Regions from separate parts of the Mus musculus genome. Here regions 2, 3, 4 and 5 are each linked to region 1. Evidence: chromatin contacts called from public HiChIP or PLAC-seq and promoter capture Hi-C data. All regions are on one chromosome and are shown on one strand. The core of a region is the stretch at or near the end of the contact, and the rest is flanking DNA. Distances in the headings are between cores, read along the strand shown. Region 1 holds the start of Marchf1 (membrane associated ring-CH-type finger 1). Region 2 holds the start of Tktl2 (transketolase-like 2). Region 3 holds the start of Tma16 (translation machinery associated 16). Region 4 holds the start of Tmem192 (transmembrane protein 192). Region 5 overlaps Marchf1 (membrane associated ring-CH-type finger 1).

Evidence for each region. Promoter capture Hi-C pulls out the DNA fragments that hold promoters and counts their contacts. HiChIP or PLAC-seq counts read pairs in DNA pulled down with a chosen protein or histone mark.
Region 2: a contact with region 1 is called in a promoter capture Hi-C map of embryonic stem cells, with 3 times the contacts expected there. The contact joins the promoter of Tktl2 here to the promoter of Marchf1 in region 1.
Region 3: a contact with region 1 is called in an H3K27ac HiChIP or PLAC-seq map of embryonic stem cells, with 4 times the contacts expected there. The contact joins the promoter of Tma16 here to the promoter of Marchf1 in region 1. A contact is called at or near these places in 3 of 39 promoter capture datasets (cranial neural crest, hippocampal neurons and stem cell-derived epiblast-like cells), 1 of 484 Hi-C or Micro-C datasets (cortical neurons) and 4 of 115 datasets of contacts at active chromatin or transcription factors (astrocytes, embryonic forebrain and embryonic stem cells).
Region 4: a contact with region 1 is called in an H3K27ac HiChIP or PLAC-seq map of embryonic stem cells, with 2.9 times the contacts expected there. The contact joins the promoter of Tmem192 here to the promoter of Marchf1 in region 1.
Region 5: a contact with region 1 is called in a promoter capture Hi-C map of hippocampal neurons, with 7 times the contacts expected there. The contact joins the enhancer-like site here to the promoter of Marchf1 in region 1. A contact is called at or near these places in 2 of 39 promoter capture datasets (embryonic stem cells and hippocampal neurons), 1 of 115 datasets of contacts at active chromatin or transcription factors (forebrain) and 1 of 9 other capture datasets (liver).

The regions. Positions count from the first base shown.
Region 1 is chr8:65,616,617-65,619,351 of GRCm38.p6, reverse strand. Marchf1 (membrane associated ring-CH-type finger 1) reads right to left here and starts at 1,312. Exons shown (of 9, transcript NM_001293784.1): 1 at 1,170-1,312.
Region 2 is chr8:66,510,395-66,513,129 of GRCm38.p6, reverse strand. It overlaps Tktl2 (transketolase-like 2), which reads right to left and starts at 1,390. Exons shown (of 2, transcript NM_001271574.1): 1 at 1-1,390. The coding sequence starts at 1,338.
Region 3 is chr8:66,485,138-66,487,872 of GRCm38.p6, reverse strand. It overlaps Tma16 (translation machinery associated 16), which reads left to right and starts at 1,343. Exons shown (of 7, transcript NM_025465.3): 1 at 1,343-1,461. The coding sequence starts at 1,459.
Region 4 is chr8:64,945,857-64,948,591 of GRCm38.p6, reverse strand. It overlaps Tmem192 (transmembrane protein 192), which reads right to left and starts at 1,407. Exons shown (of 6, transcript NM_028427.3): 1 at 1,259-1,407. The coding sequence starts at 1,285.
Region 5 is chr8:66,202,914-66,205,648 of GRCm38.p6, reverse strand. The region is part of intron 4 of Marchf1 (membrane associated ring-CH-type finger 1); the gene reads right to left. Among named protein-coding and RNA genes, the nearest start is that of Gm24205, 200 kb to the right of the region's middle. Within about 2 kb of position 1,373, at least 12 of the 459 cell types and tissues checked have an H3K27ac peak or open chromatin away from gene starts, as enhancers often do. A contact at or near this core is called in hippocampal neurons, where this site is marked.

The sequences.
Region 1 (2,735 bases), core at 63-2,562:
AAAGTATCAAGATTTTATTGGTTTTCATATTCATCACAAGGTGGTTAGTGGGAGGCTGACAGAAAAAAAACACACGTGTTCATATGAATATCACCATTTTCTTGCGATATGAAAATTGGACTCTTCCCAAACAGCAGAAAATCATAGATAAAGCATGTGTCCCCAGGGCAAGAAGCCAGCGAGCTTGGGTATTGGTATGTTGACGCACAGGGTGCTACTCTCAACTAAGGCACTTGAGCAGTTTCTGAATTGCTTCAAGTCCACAAGGTGCACCACGGTAAAGATAGTGATGTATAACCTATTTATCCAGCAAATCTTTTCCATAGTAACAAAAGAAAGTGCCACGAAAACCTGGAGCTTTTAAAATTCTCACTGGACATAGCTCGGCTTCCATTCACTCTCCACAACAATACCCCAAAGAAGCGCATCAGAAAGGACAAAAGATCTACAGAGCCATTCTCTGTTAAGTTTCCTGTTTCCCTTTGCACCACTTGGTATAAAACTTGGGCATCTCTCTGTATTCGCCATCTACTTCACTTCCTTGTGCGCCAGAAGCCAGTTCCACACCTGGATAACTGCGACACTCACCATGTGAGCGCAGGACCCTTCCAGAGTCTAAAGTCCCAGCTCTCCACTTCCTTCAGCAGGAAAACAGTGACATCTCTCACCCAGCAGCGCTGGGCTGGGGAACCAGTACTAAACCCAACAGTTGCTGAGAGTCTGATTCAGGTTTGAGCGCATCCGCTTTAAACACAAGACAAAGGCTGCACTTGGTCTTTCCTGGTGCGCGCCCTTCCCTGGGTAACTGGTACTCTCTTTCTCTCTCCAATCCACCCTAAAGGAAGTCACTGAAAGGAATTGCTTTCAGAGGGGTGCGGCTGCGGGTGTAAACAGCGCTGACTTGTAATCCACCAAAGGGGAGCTACCAGGACAGCACCCCGCTGGGGAAGCCTAGCAGAGAAGCCTGCTTCTAGCGGCTTGGGTACCAATTTAAGCAGGGAATCGGGACCTCCTGTGCTGAACCCACCTGGGCAAAGTCACCTGCCGCCTGGGCTCCAAGCTACTGTTGTGCCAGGTCTTGTGCTCTGGAGCACGGACAAGCCTCCCAGGACCACAAGCCAAAGAGGACTCTGCCCAAGGCTGATCAAATGGTCTTTACAATCACTCACCGGGGAGGGTAAAGTAGCTCAGGCCGGCAGGCTGCGCGCAGCCGGCATCCCAGGGCAGTGGCATCCTCCCATCCTTTGTCAGTGGCTGGCGGTGCACTCCTCAGCTCACAAACGTGCAGCCCGGTGGCAGGCAGCCTGGCTCTGGCTCGGCTCCCCAGCCCTCTTTCCTCCTCTGAGCCTCCTCCCCTTCTCTGTCCCCCTCCACCAGCGGCACTCACTGGGCTCCCATGATGTCATCCAGTGGAAATCTGCCATGCTCAAAAACTGGAATAATCCAGCACTCACATGGGGAAAAGCAGAGCAGGAAGAAGACACAACGGAGTCTTTACTTATTCCTAGAACCTAACAAGAACCTGTTTAGCTGGAGTCAAGGACAGGACAGAGTAGAGACTTCAGAAAAGGGAAGAGTGGGATGCACATGGTGGAGGCAGAGCCTAGATAAAACAGTATTTTCTGTTCTGGTGACTTTTAAATCAATATCTAAATTAGTGGTGAAAGGTAAGGGTAAGGAGAAAGTTTTCTTGTCGTTTTTGTTGCTGATATCCTTCTCTTGGCTTCTCGGGAGCTGAGGTTCTGTGATGATCCCTGTGCTACAGGCAAGAGAATGAAGACAACCTCCTGGAACACTGGAGCCTGGTCTTAGCAGAAAGTTCCTCCTGTCAGTTCCTGCCTTGGTGATGCGCAGCAAAAGTTAAGAGGTGATGAAGGGTGGATGATCTAAGACAGGAACACTGGAAGACCACTCCTCTGGGATTGGAAGGCACCAGCAGAATTTCGGGCTACCTTGGTAATACTCCCCTTCCATGCAATCACCAAAGACTAGAAGGTACTCTAGGGACTAGGGAACATCCTAGGGCAGCCTCTCTTGGCTTCCCCAAGGGTTGCCATCTAGGAGGGACACAAGTCACATAGTGTTTAACAAAGGTGTGATGTTGTTGTTTAATGTTCTTTATAACATTCGTAGGAGTTATATTACGGGCATCAAATTGGCCAAGTAGCCTTAATACTTTCAAAGCTCCATCAGTATTAATATACAAGCACAACCTACAATCTGAGCCATATGCTTACGTGAATCTAGAACACACATGTATCAGAAACTCTTGCTGTTAAATATCAGACCCCTTGGTGCTAGAGAGATGCTGGGTGGTTAAGAGCACTGACTGCTCTTGTGTGGGTTCTGGGTTCAGATTCCTAGTAACCACATTGGGAGGCTTACTGTCCTTCACCACACCAGTTCCCAGGGATACAATGCCCTCTCTTGGAATCTGTAGGCACCTGCACATTTGATTCATAAATAAGCATTCAGATGCACACACATATGTAAAATTAATAACTCCCAATAAAACAAAAAAATGCAAGACTCTAACATCTGAGTTTTTTTTTTTCCTCAGCTATCTATGCTTCAAGGAGTCTCTTGACTTTTGCAGGATAACTTGCCACTTCTAACCCCAGGAAGACATTGGAGAACAGCAGCAAGCAGTGTTGACAATGAAAGTGTACCTCCTGGGCACAGCATCTAGACTCTATTCTGTAGAGGTACACCTGCTGGAGTAGCATTCATTACAA
Region 2 (2,735 bases), core at 141-2,640, 890 kb before region 1:
GGGGATGCTTCTGAACATGGCTAGGTCCTCCAGGGCCATCTGGGAAGGTCCGTCTTCTCCAACAGACACCCCGCAGTGGGAACCAACGAAGTTGATGTTGGTTTGAGAGATGGCTCCCATTCGGATCTGATCAAAGGCTCGGGTCAGGAAGGCAGCAAAGGTACTAACGAAAGCAATAGTTCGTCCTCGTGTGGCACACCCCAGGGCCACACTTACCATGTTTTGCTCAGCGATAAAGCACTCTATGAAACGCTCAGGGTGCTCTTTCTTGAATACTTCTGAAAAGGTAGAGTTTTTTGTGTCGCCATCTAGAACGATAACTCTTTGGTTAGATTGGCCCAATTTAGCCAGAGCCAAGCCGTATGCTTCACGAGTAGCTATCATGTCTCCCAGTTTGTAGACAGGCAGAGAGGTCATTTTTGTATTGGACATGCTGATCCTGGGCGAGTCTTCAATGGGGGGTTTCGGTGTGAGATTTCGGTTTGTCTGTATCCGATTCTCAATTAATTTGACAATCCCATCAGCTCTGTCTTTTGGCATAGGCTTTCCATGCCAATTTTCCGCATCCTCGACATTTGGAATACCTCTACCCTTGAAGGTCTTGGCAATCAGGGCAGTAGGCTTATTCTTGACTTGAGCTGCTTTCCAAAAGGCCTGGCAGAGAGCTTCAACATCATGACCATCCACCACGTAAGTATTCCACCCAAACGCTTGGCAGCGCTTCTCATAAACGGCTGTACAGTGCTCTAGGGGTGCTGTGCCGCTTTGTCCCAAGCGGTTCACGTCAAAGATTGCCACGAGATTGTCCAAGTTGTAGTGGGAAGCAAAGGCCAAGGCCTCCCAGACAGAACCTTCCGAGGACTCACCATCCCCCATGAGGCAGAACACGCGGTAGCTGGCCTTGTCAAAGTATTTGCCGGTGTAAGCCATTCCACAGGCAGCACCCAGTCCTTGCCCAAGGGACCCTGTTGCCACATCAACAAACGACAGTCGTGGGGTGGGATGACCCTCCAGGTCGCAGTGAATTTTTCGCAAGTTCAGCAAGTCCGATTCACAGATACGGCCCACCTCCACCCAAACCGCATAGAGGATGGGCGCGGCGTGGCCCTTGGAGAGGACAAAGCGGTCATTGTCCGGGTGTTCTGGGTCTGCCTGTTTGTACCTCATGGTATGGAAGAAGAGCACAGCCATGATCTCTGCCACACTACAGCACGACGTGGGATGTCCGGAGCTGCAGGCACACGTGGCCCTGATTGAGTGGATTCGCAGGCGATTGGCCACGTCCTGAAGCACCTGAAAGGTGTCCGACTCCAGCTTGGCATCTCTGGCCAAGGCCATGGCTGCAGGCAGCTCGGCTGCCGTACGAAGAGCAAGAAGCTCAGCTTCCTCAGTGACCTTTAACCTGCCAGGCGACCGTTGAGGAAAGTCTGCGCATGCGCCCCTGGTCTTAAGCCGCGCGCGCGTGCGCACACACAACCGCTTTGTTTTGCAGTGTCCCAATGTCCCAGCCCCCAGCCTCAGGAATTTTGATGTTTACTTTTTCACTTTCAGGCTCAACATTATTAAAAATAATTAAATGTTGCTTTACATCTCCTTGAGGCAGAAGTTCAAACTGGGGTAGATGTTCTCCTAACCATATATCATGCCTTAGGAAAAATATTTTAGGTACTATTGTGCCCTTTTACCTACTAACACTTCAAGTTTTAAAAATTCTTCCATTTTATTTTTTGTACATATATGGTTTTTTTTTTCTTGTATGTTTATTCACCACTTGTGTGGGAGGCCTTCAATCCCCTTGAGCTAAATTTATAGATGGTTGTGAGCTGCAGTTTGACTATTGGAGCTGGAATCCAGGTCCCCTGGAAGAGCAGCCAAACCGTCTCTCCGGCCCTGGTGTCTCAATTTTAAAGGGCATGTATTAATACAAATAAAATGAGTATGACAGAAAAGATTCTAAGATTTGATGAAGGACTGTTGAAGTTGGACAAGTTCTTTACGTAAATGAAAGTAGAAAAATTAAAAGACCTCAGGACTTAAAGAATATAAACACTAGGGGGGGAATAATCTCAGCTTCTAGTAACAATCCGCGGGGAGCTGTCAAGACAGCAGTTAAGGAACGCTCCTGGAAGCTCGCCCCTTATTTTGGCTGAAGAAATCCAATTCACATACCTGGTAAAAGCACATTAGCATAAAACTGAACTGTGAGGCAGAGCTCCCACGGGGAGGAAATGAGAGAAATAAGAACTACTTAGCATGTCTTTCAAATTCCCAAACTCTTTCACTCATTTAAATTGTGGCACAACATTTTCTAAGGTATTAAGTTTTTGACATTTGTAAAGGTCAGTTATGTTAAGCAAAGAAATTGGTCTTGGGAATTTAATACCCAAGACAATGAATGTTTCTCCTGTCATTCTGTGAGAATGTATGGGTTTTTTAGTAGTACATAGAGAATAACACTTCCTACATTATTTGTAAAAGTTTTATAAATTAATCTGATATTTTAAGACATTTGGAAATACATATACATATATGAGTTATTAATTATTTTTAAGTGGTTTAATATTTTAAAATGTATTTTAAAGTGTATAATCAATGATCGTTGAAGTATGAAGGACGCATCATCACTTAATAATGGAAAATTACCCAATATGACCATAAATATCATTTAGTTTAATAAATAAAACAAATCGATGAGAAATCATTTTATTTCCCCAATTTAGAAGGATCTATCAGAG
Region 3 (2,735 bases), core at 94-2,593, 870 kb before region 1:
GGTTTAATCAGTCTTGTTATTGATGTGTTTATAAAAAGATAAAGGGGGGATATATTCTGTGGAGGTGTAGTCAGGCATGGGGAAGGGGATGCCTCCGTGGGCCCACAGCCCTTCCCCCTGAGGGACCACGCCAGGTAACTGGGGGGGCAGAACCTACCTGGCTGTTGCCAGATAACTGTGTTGTGGAGCTTAGACAAAATACTAACAGTTGTCCTTTAACAAAAACGATTGCTTTAGCTATTCCTATGTATTGAGGGTTTTTTTGGTCTCTATTTCATTAGGTCCCGCTTTAATAGTGATCGATTGATGAATTTATTTATTTATCCAGTGATTGGGTTTGGGAGTGACTTCTTATTTCTAGAACCTTAAGATGAATTATTACTTCACTTGGAAACTCTCATTTTGCTTTATTGTAAATACTCACTTTCCTGTTAGGATGCTTTAGCTAGCTCGTAGAGTGCCTATGATTTTCATTTGTTTCTAAGAATTTTCTCCTTGATTTCTTCAGTGACCCACTGTACATTTAAAATTGTACCATTACGTGTCCAAGTATTTGTTTTAAGTCCTGTAGTTTCTCTTGCTGTTGGATTCTAGTTTTATTTCAGAGTTGTCTGATAGGGTCCAAGGAATCCATTCATTGTCATCCTCTTCCTCGCCCCCCCTTTCTCCCATATCCCTCTCCTAACACTCCCCCATACATCTCCTCTTCTCCCATCCCTTCTCCTCCTGATCCTTCATCTCCTCCCCTTTTTTGTGTATGTTAAATCCACTTAGTCTATGGTAATAATTTATATTATAATAGTATTTGAAATACTAACTTCTTTATGTCCCACTACAGATAGAAATTATACAAAAAAGAAAGTAGGGAAACTGTCAAAGTACCTTCAATGCGTAGCATGTACTAGGCATTTGATTAATAATTACTACGTAAGACTTTCTATCAAATTTTACCATGCTGTTCAAAAACGGAATAACAAGGCCGGAGAGACAGGCTTTAGATATAGAAAGAAAATGGTAGAGAAAATCAAAGGAAAAGTGAAGGCTGAATTTACACCATTCTGGGAGATGGGCACCTCTAGGTGAGGTAATGCTATCTCCTAACAAGTTGCTCGCCCATGGAGAGCTGCCTTCTGGCCGATACTCAAGGCCGGCCTTTCAGTCAGAAACAGAAGACAGACAGACTTCTGTTCTCTGAGCTCGACTCTCTCTCTCTCTCTACTCTCCCCGCCTTTGTGTGGCTCCCGGGCTGTAAAACAAGGCGGGCGGAAAAACATTACGTCTCAGTTTCTAGGGACGCTTTAGAGAAAGCACCAGCTCCTCCCCTTCCTGTCCGCCCCTATTTGTTTCCCCCGGGGCCCACGTGTGTTAGGGAAGAAGCGGACTTGAGAGCGGCTGCGCTGCCCTCTGTGAAATTGTCGCATCGGGACATCGCCCGGCCTCGGTGGCCAAGACATCGCCATGGTGAGCGGCCCCTTAGGTTCTCCGGGAGGCTCTGGTCGGGCGGCCGGGGAGTACAAGCTCGGACCCGGGAGAAGCCGGGACTCGGAGTGGCTGCGTGGGGCGGTGGTGGGCCCCCGGTGCTGCCCCAGGATCGGAGTGCTCCAGCGCGTTCTCAACTCGCTCTGGGTGGCGTTGTCCACGTCTCCCGGTTTCTCATTTTCCTGAGGGCCTTAACTAATACCGCTTTGTGGATCCACCCACCTCTGCCCTGGGGCAAGTGCAGGTCTCCCCTGCCCAGGGTCACAGCCACCCACGAGGTGCATCGGCCCGCAGCCCTTCTGTTCTGACTTTAGTCCTGCCTCTACAACTCCCATTCCTACCGGGCAACAATGCTGTTTTGTTTGCATTTTAAGACAGTAGTTAAGAGTGTTATAAACGGTTTATGTATAGCGATATAAAGAGCTCATTCACAGTATCCGAATTTATGTTTTTTTTTTTTTTCTTTCGAGACAGGGTTTCTCTGTATAGCCCTGGCTGTCCTGGAACTCACTTTGTAGACCAGGCTGGCCTCAAAGTCAGAAATCCGCCTGCCTCTGCCTCCCAAGTGCTGGGAATAAAGGGGTGCGCCACCACCGCCTGGCCGAATTTATGTTTATAACTGATTTTATGTACGTGTGGATATCGGAGAACAATTTGTGAGAATCTGTTTTCGCCATGTGTATGTTTGATGTTTAATCTCGTTTCTCATTTGCCCCACTATCCTCCATGTGTGTGTTCTTACGGCTTTAAGATTATTATTTTTTTATTCATAGCCAACCTCAGATGGGTTTCAGACTTAGACGTGCCTTCTCTCATCAGATTAATGAAAAAATGACCAATGTCTAAGAGAATTGTGTGAATGAGGAATTGATGAACATTTTAATTATTTGGAGAGTTTTTTTGAGATTATTTCGAGCTTTGTCTTAGCAAAGGAAAAGGGAAGGAAAGAATTACAGACAGAGATAACAAGTGTAGTCTCAAGTTGCAGTGTGGTTTATTCTGGAATAGTGATCTTCAGTAAGAATGGGGAGAAGGAGCTGTGTGAAGGAAATGCTGGAGAAGAAAGTTGGAAGAGATGGCTTTCTGTGCTAAAGCTTAGAACCAAGCTGATCTCTTTCAATAGGGAAAGAAACTCTATACTGGATTAACACTGTAGACAGATTTTTTCGACTTCTTTGTAAAGGGGTCTAACAATAGAGCAACCTAGGCCTGATTGTATGGGTTGAATAAAGGTAACTGACAGGTTTGAAAAAGCT
Region 4 (2,735 bases), core at 158-2,657, 670 kb after region 1:
GGACCAGAGCTGAGCAGAGAGGTAGAGGTGGCCATATGGCATGACATAGTGCCAGGATTAGTCTGGTTAGGGCAGCTACAAGACTGCCCTCCATGAGAGGCCTAAGTATTAAGTTTCCAAGTAGTAGTTGCTTTCCCATTTTCTCAGTTGAAAAATAACTAGATTAGTCCTGCTGTTAGAAACATATTTCATCAAGAAAATGTAACTAGCTACATCATCCTAGCATTAAAATGGGTTGAGTCAGGGAAGATAGGCAAATCTGAGGCCAGGTTAGGCTATATAATGAGTACCAGGCCAGCTAGGGCTACATAGCAAGTCTTAAATAAACAAATAAATAAATAAATGACTGCAGGACCCAAACACACAAGAATCTAAGCCCTTACAGTTCTGGAACCTTGCTATTATTAATTATTATTATTATTATCATTATTATTATTATTATTTTGATGTACTTTTATACTAAGACCATGATAATGTTTTTATTAGTTATTAGCTCAGGTCACTGTGCTAAGATAATGTCAGCCTTGCATTTCTCAAGGGCAGGAATTGTATTATGCCACTGGACAAAACAGTTTGTTCTGGAAACAAACGCATGTTTCCTCCCAAAGTGTTTCCCCCGCCCCACACCCAATTTCAAATAAATCAGTGTCTTAATGAGCTTGCAAACTCAAGATTTTTGCAACTGTATTATTCTATAATGGCTACATCATGAACTGGGCAACCGAATACTTTTTTTTTTTAAAGCAACCAAGCACTGTTCCTATCATGCCTACATTCAAAACAGCACATGATAACTGTTATGCGCCAATCTGCGTTTCCGGGAGATGAGAGCTACAAGTCCGCCCGAGGGATGCTGGAGGTTAGAGTCACTCCAAGTTCCGGGTGCTCTCCGACCAACGCAGGAGGGCCCACAGAAGCCGGGTCACCCGGGCTTGCAAGCCCGCCTGTCAGTCTCTCCCAGGAAGGACAGATCAAGCCAGCTCGCATCACGTGAAGCTCCCATTTCCGGAACCAAAGACGCGCACTGCACGTGAGCCGCCGAGTGAAGGGTCCCGCACGCCCACCCTGCCGTGTCCCTCCGATCGTTCAGGAAGACGTTCCCGGGGTCCGCGGTCCCCGCCCGTCGCGTCACCCCGCACCCTGCGTCCCCGATGGTCGAGCCGCTGCGGCTCTGGTTAGCTCCTAGCCCGCAGTCTCCGCCCCCTGAGCCCAGCACAGGAAGCCGAATGGCGGGGACAGGGCTCGGCGCCTCACTCACGTCCTCCAGCCGGCCGGCCGCCGCCATGACCCGCCGTCGCGGGCCGATGCCCCGCCAGCCTGACCTCTCCACCAGCGCCCGGGCGCCGACGGCCCGGGACAGTCGCACCTACTAGGACCTGCGCGCCCCGCCTCGGACACACCCACTCTGCGCTCGCCCCGCCCCGGCCGCCGAAGGCCACGCCCCTCCACCTAGATCAGCCGATCAGCAGCCAGGGGCGTGGCCCCCCCTGCAGACTCCAGCTTTGAGCTGCAGTGTAGCCCAGGCGGTTGTTTTGGGGTTTCCCCTAAACTGTTGCTTCATCCATTTATCAGAGATTTGGAAATTAAAGGATGAATTTCTCGAGCAACCATTTAAACCAAGTAAACTACTTCTCTTTAGAATATTAACTTATTTCTGTTGGCGCAATTTTTGTTTGCAACAATATAGATAGCTCTGTTTGGAAAAAGACGCAGTAAAAATCGCAATTCCACCTGTAGAGGGACTTAATTAGAATAGATTCCAATTTCTATAACACGATTTACAGATGTCTCCACAGGAAATTTCTGTAGTTTTTTTTTTTTTTTAAGGTATTCTGTTTCTGTTTTCCCCTTCCCCATCTCTTCTTTTTCTGTCCTTTGATTATTTTTGGTTTCAGTTTTGTTTTTATGAGACAGGGTTTCTCTACATAGCGCTACGTGTTCCGGAACTCACTATGTAGACCAGACTGAACCCTCGGAGATTCGCCTGTCTTTGTTGCCTAGTGGAATGCTCGGATGAGCCGCCACACTTGACCCAAGATTAAGTCAGTTCTTCCACTATGTGAATCCTGGACTTGACAGCAAAAGCCATTCATTGCCCAGTCCTCATTTTTGTAAAAATTAAAACAAAGTCTCAAGTAGCTCACACTGACCTAGAAATTGATGTGCACTGAAACGGGCCTTCAGTTCCTGATCCACTTGCCTTCACACAGTGAAATCTGGCATCGCTAGTGTGCATCATCGCAACGGATGAGTTGTTTTGTTTTATATACAAAGTATTTTTAAAATGCTTTTATTTTATGCATTTCAGTGTTTTATTTGCATGTGTGGCTATGCACTGTGTGTGTGCCTATTGCCCAGGGAGGCCAGATGAGACACTGGAGTTAGACAGTGGTTCTGGGAATCAAACCCAGGTTTTTTTTGGAAGAGTGGTTAGTGCATTTAAGCACTGAGCCATCTCTGCAGGCCAAGTTTTAAACACACACACACACACACACACACACACACACACACACACACAGAATCCAACTGGGGAAGTGGGTGTGGTGGCACACACCTGTAGTCCCAGGTCTTAGAGGAGACAAGAGAATCGTGATATCAAAGCCAGGCTTTGCTTTATAGTGCGTTAGAGGCAAGCCTGGGTTACACGAGATATCTCATGAAGAATGAAGAGAGATTTGAGGAAGAGTCCTCAAGGTCTGTGGTTGAAGAGGAATTGGAAGGCAAAGATGTCATCA
Region 5 (2,735 bases), core at 124-2,623, 590 kb before region 1:
TGTGGACACTTTGCCCCTTCTTAGAATTGGAAACAATAACCCATGGAAGGTGTTACAGAGACAAAGTTTGGAGCTGAGACAAAAGAATGGACCATCTAGAGACTGCCATATCTAGAGATCCATCCCATAATTAGCCTCCAAACGATGACACCATTGCATACACTAGCAAGCATTTGCTGAAAGGACTGTGATATAGCTGCCTCTTGTGAGACTAGGCAGGGGCCTAGCAAACACATAAGTGGATGCTCACAGTCAGCTATTGGATTGATCACAGGGCCCCAGTGGAGGAGCTAGAGAAAGTATCCAAGAGATAAAGAGATCTGCAACCCTATAGGTGCAACAACATTATGAATTAACCAGTACCCTGGAGCTCTTGACTCTAGCTGCATATGTATCAAAAGATGGCCTAGTTGGCCATCACTGGAAAGAGAGGACCATTGGACATGCAAACTTTATATGCCCCAGTGCAGGGGAATGCCAGGGCCAAAAAGTGGGAATGTGTGGATAGGGGAGTGGGGCGGAGGGTATGGGGACTTTTGGGATAACATTGGAAATGCAGTTGAGGAAAATATGTAATAAAAAATATTAAAAAAAAGAAGAAAGAAGCTATCCACAGACAAGTGTCTACTTTTAGACTGACTTGACAAATTACCTGGGCATTTCAGTTCAGAGGAGTGCTGGATGCTAGCTCCAAACACAGAACTAGTAAATTAGTTGGAAAATTGAGAAGACTTAAAAAAATAAAAAGGGCAGTCCAGTGTTCAGTAGTAATATTAGAAGATGAAGAATACAGATCTTTTTCTTTGGAGCTTCTATCAGATAGGGATGGTATTTAAGACAGAACACTGTCTCATGAAGACAAGAGTGTTAACTAGGGCATTAAGAGATTGAACATACACTATTGCAAAGTTAATATTTAAGTAAGCAATAATCCTAAGATATAAAATGATTTGAAGTAAAAATCCCTACTCAGGTTTATATTTTAATATAGTGACTGGTACAGCTTGCTCTTGCCTTAGGTTCTGAAAGTAGCTGGAGATGACCTTTCCTTTCTGTCTCCAACTCCCAAGTTCTGGGATGACAGATGTACACCACCACACCTAGTTCCTACTTAGATCTGTTTAATTAAGCACATTGAGTTATGCTATAACTTTGTGCTTTTTTATGCATATAGAACATTATCCCAAGGTACTCGTACAGAGAGAGAACTTTGCTGAATCCTGTCTTAACATTTACAGTTTGTACGATTCCTATCCCAATTAAGCCCAATTTAGTACTAAACTTTAGAGACACAGTTCTCAACCAGTCATGATTTCATTTTCATTTGGCAATGTTTGGAGATATTTTTACTTGTCACAAATAGGGAGGAGGGTGCTACTGGCACCCAGCGAGCAAAGCTACCACGAAACATTCTGCAAAGCAGAGAGAAGCCTCACACTGCCTTGCTAGCTGTTCCTAAATGACAGTAATTCTGAAGGGGGAGAAACAAGCTTTCAAGTAATATGAAAATCCAACCAAAATGCTGCCTTAATCTATTCAGACTGCTCCAGCAATATACATTCTCAATGGCAGACTGGAAAAGCACACTTACGATCGAGAGTCTGAGTGTCTCTAGGGAGAAGTGACATGTGGTTAAAAACTAAGATATGAAGCCCTGCTGTGAATACAGGCAGCACCATCCAAGGGGCTGGGACTTGGGGGCAATGAGAAAGCAGAAGGGAGAAGCTGGCGCAGATGCTTAGCCTTCTGCTAGTGAGTGTGCTTTTTCTTGGTTCCCTAACTTCTTCAGCCTTCAATGATAGACTTGCGTCAGTAGCTCCCCAGGGTCTCAGACTGGGACTTCACTATTGGCCTTGTTCTTGGGCTTCTAGATCAAGAACAGAAGCTCCCTGGTTCTCTAGTCTGCAGTCGGACATAGAGAGACCATTCAGCTTCTGACTGCCCTAAACCAATCTAGTAGATTGCCTTGTAGATACAATTATATATAATTGTATATAGTTAATTATTCTGTTTAACTGTGAAACCCTGGCTATTACAACTACATTGGGTTATAAGCAACAAAAAGAAGACTCCTGCAGACCCCACCTATTCAGGACTCTGCTTCCTCCTTTCAGCTTCTGGACACCCTGCAGGAGGAAATGGAGGATTCAGAACCACAGCTGGTCCCCGACACTCATACCATTGAGCACACATTGCAGTAGGGCTAGACATGCACCTACACATCCCAGTTAGAATATGTGAATTAGATGTGCACATGTGACCTGAGATCCAGTAGAAAGGCATCACCTAGAGCTTTGTTAGAATCTGGGTTTTAATTCAGATCCACAGATTCACAATCCACATTTGCCACATAAACCTTGATGTGAATAATTTCATAGGTTCAAATGACCAATCTAAACCTTGTACATAAGTTATCTGCATAGAAAGAAGTCTTTAGAAGACTTTGCAATGGTGTTATGATATCAATAATATCAACTGGGCAGTGAGGAGAGGCTGACAGGAAATAATTTAATGGAAGAAATCCCTGAAAAGAGACAAGGATTGGCTTAGAGTACATTCATTGTCAGTGTCTAGACAACTATTTCTACATTTCATTTACAGTATTAAAAGATTCCTTATTAAGGCAGTGTTTGGTGTCTATGATAGACACAGGAATGACCAAGATAGGCCAGTTGGTTCACCTGAAGGCTCTAGAGAAAATTCCACCCCCAGCCTCATTCTTCATTAGACAGTTA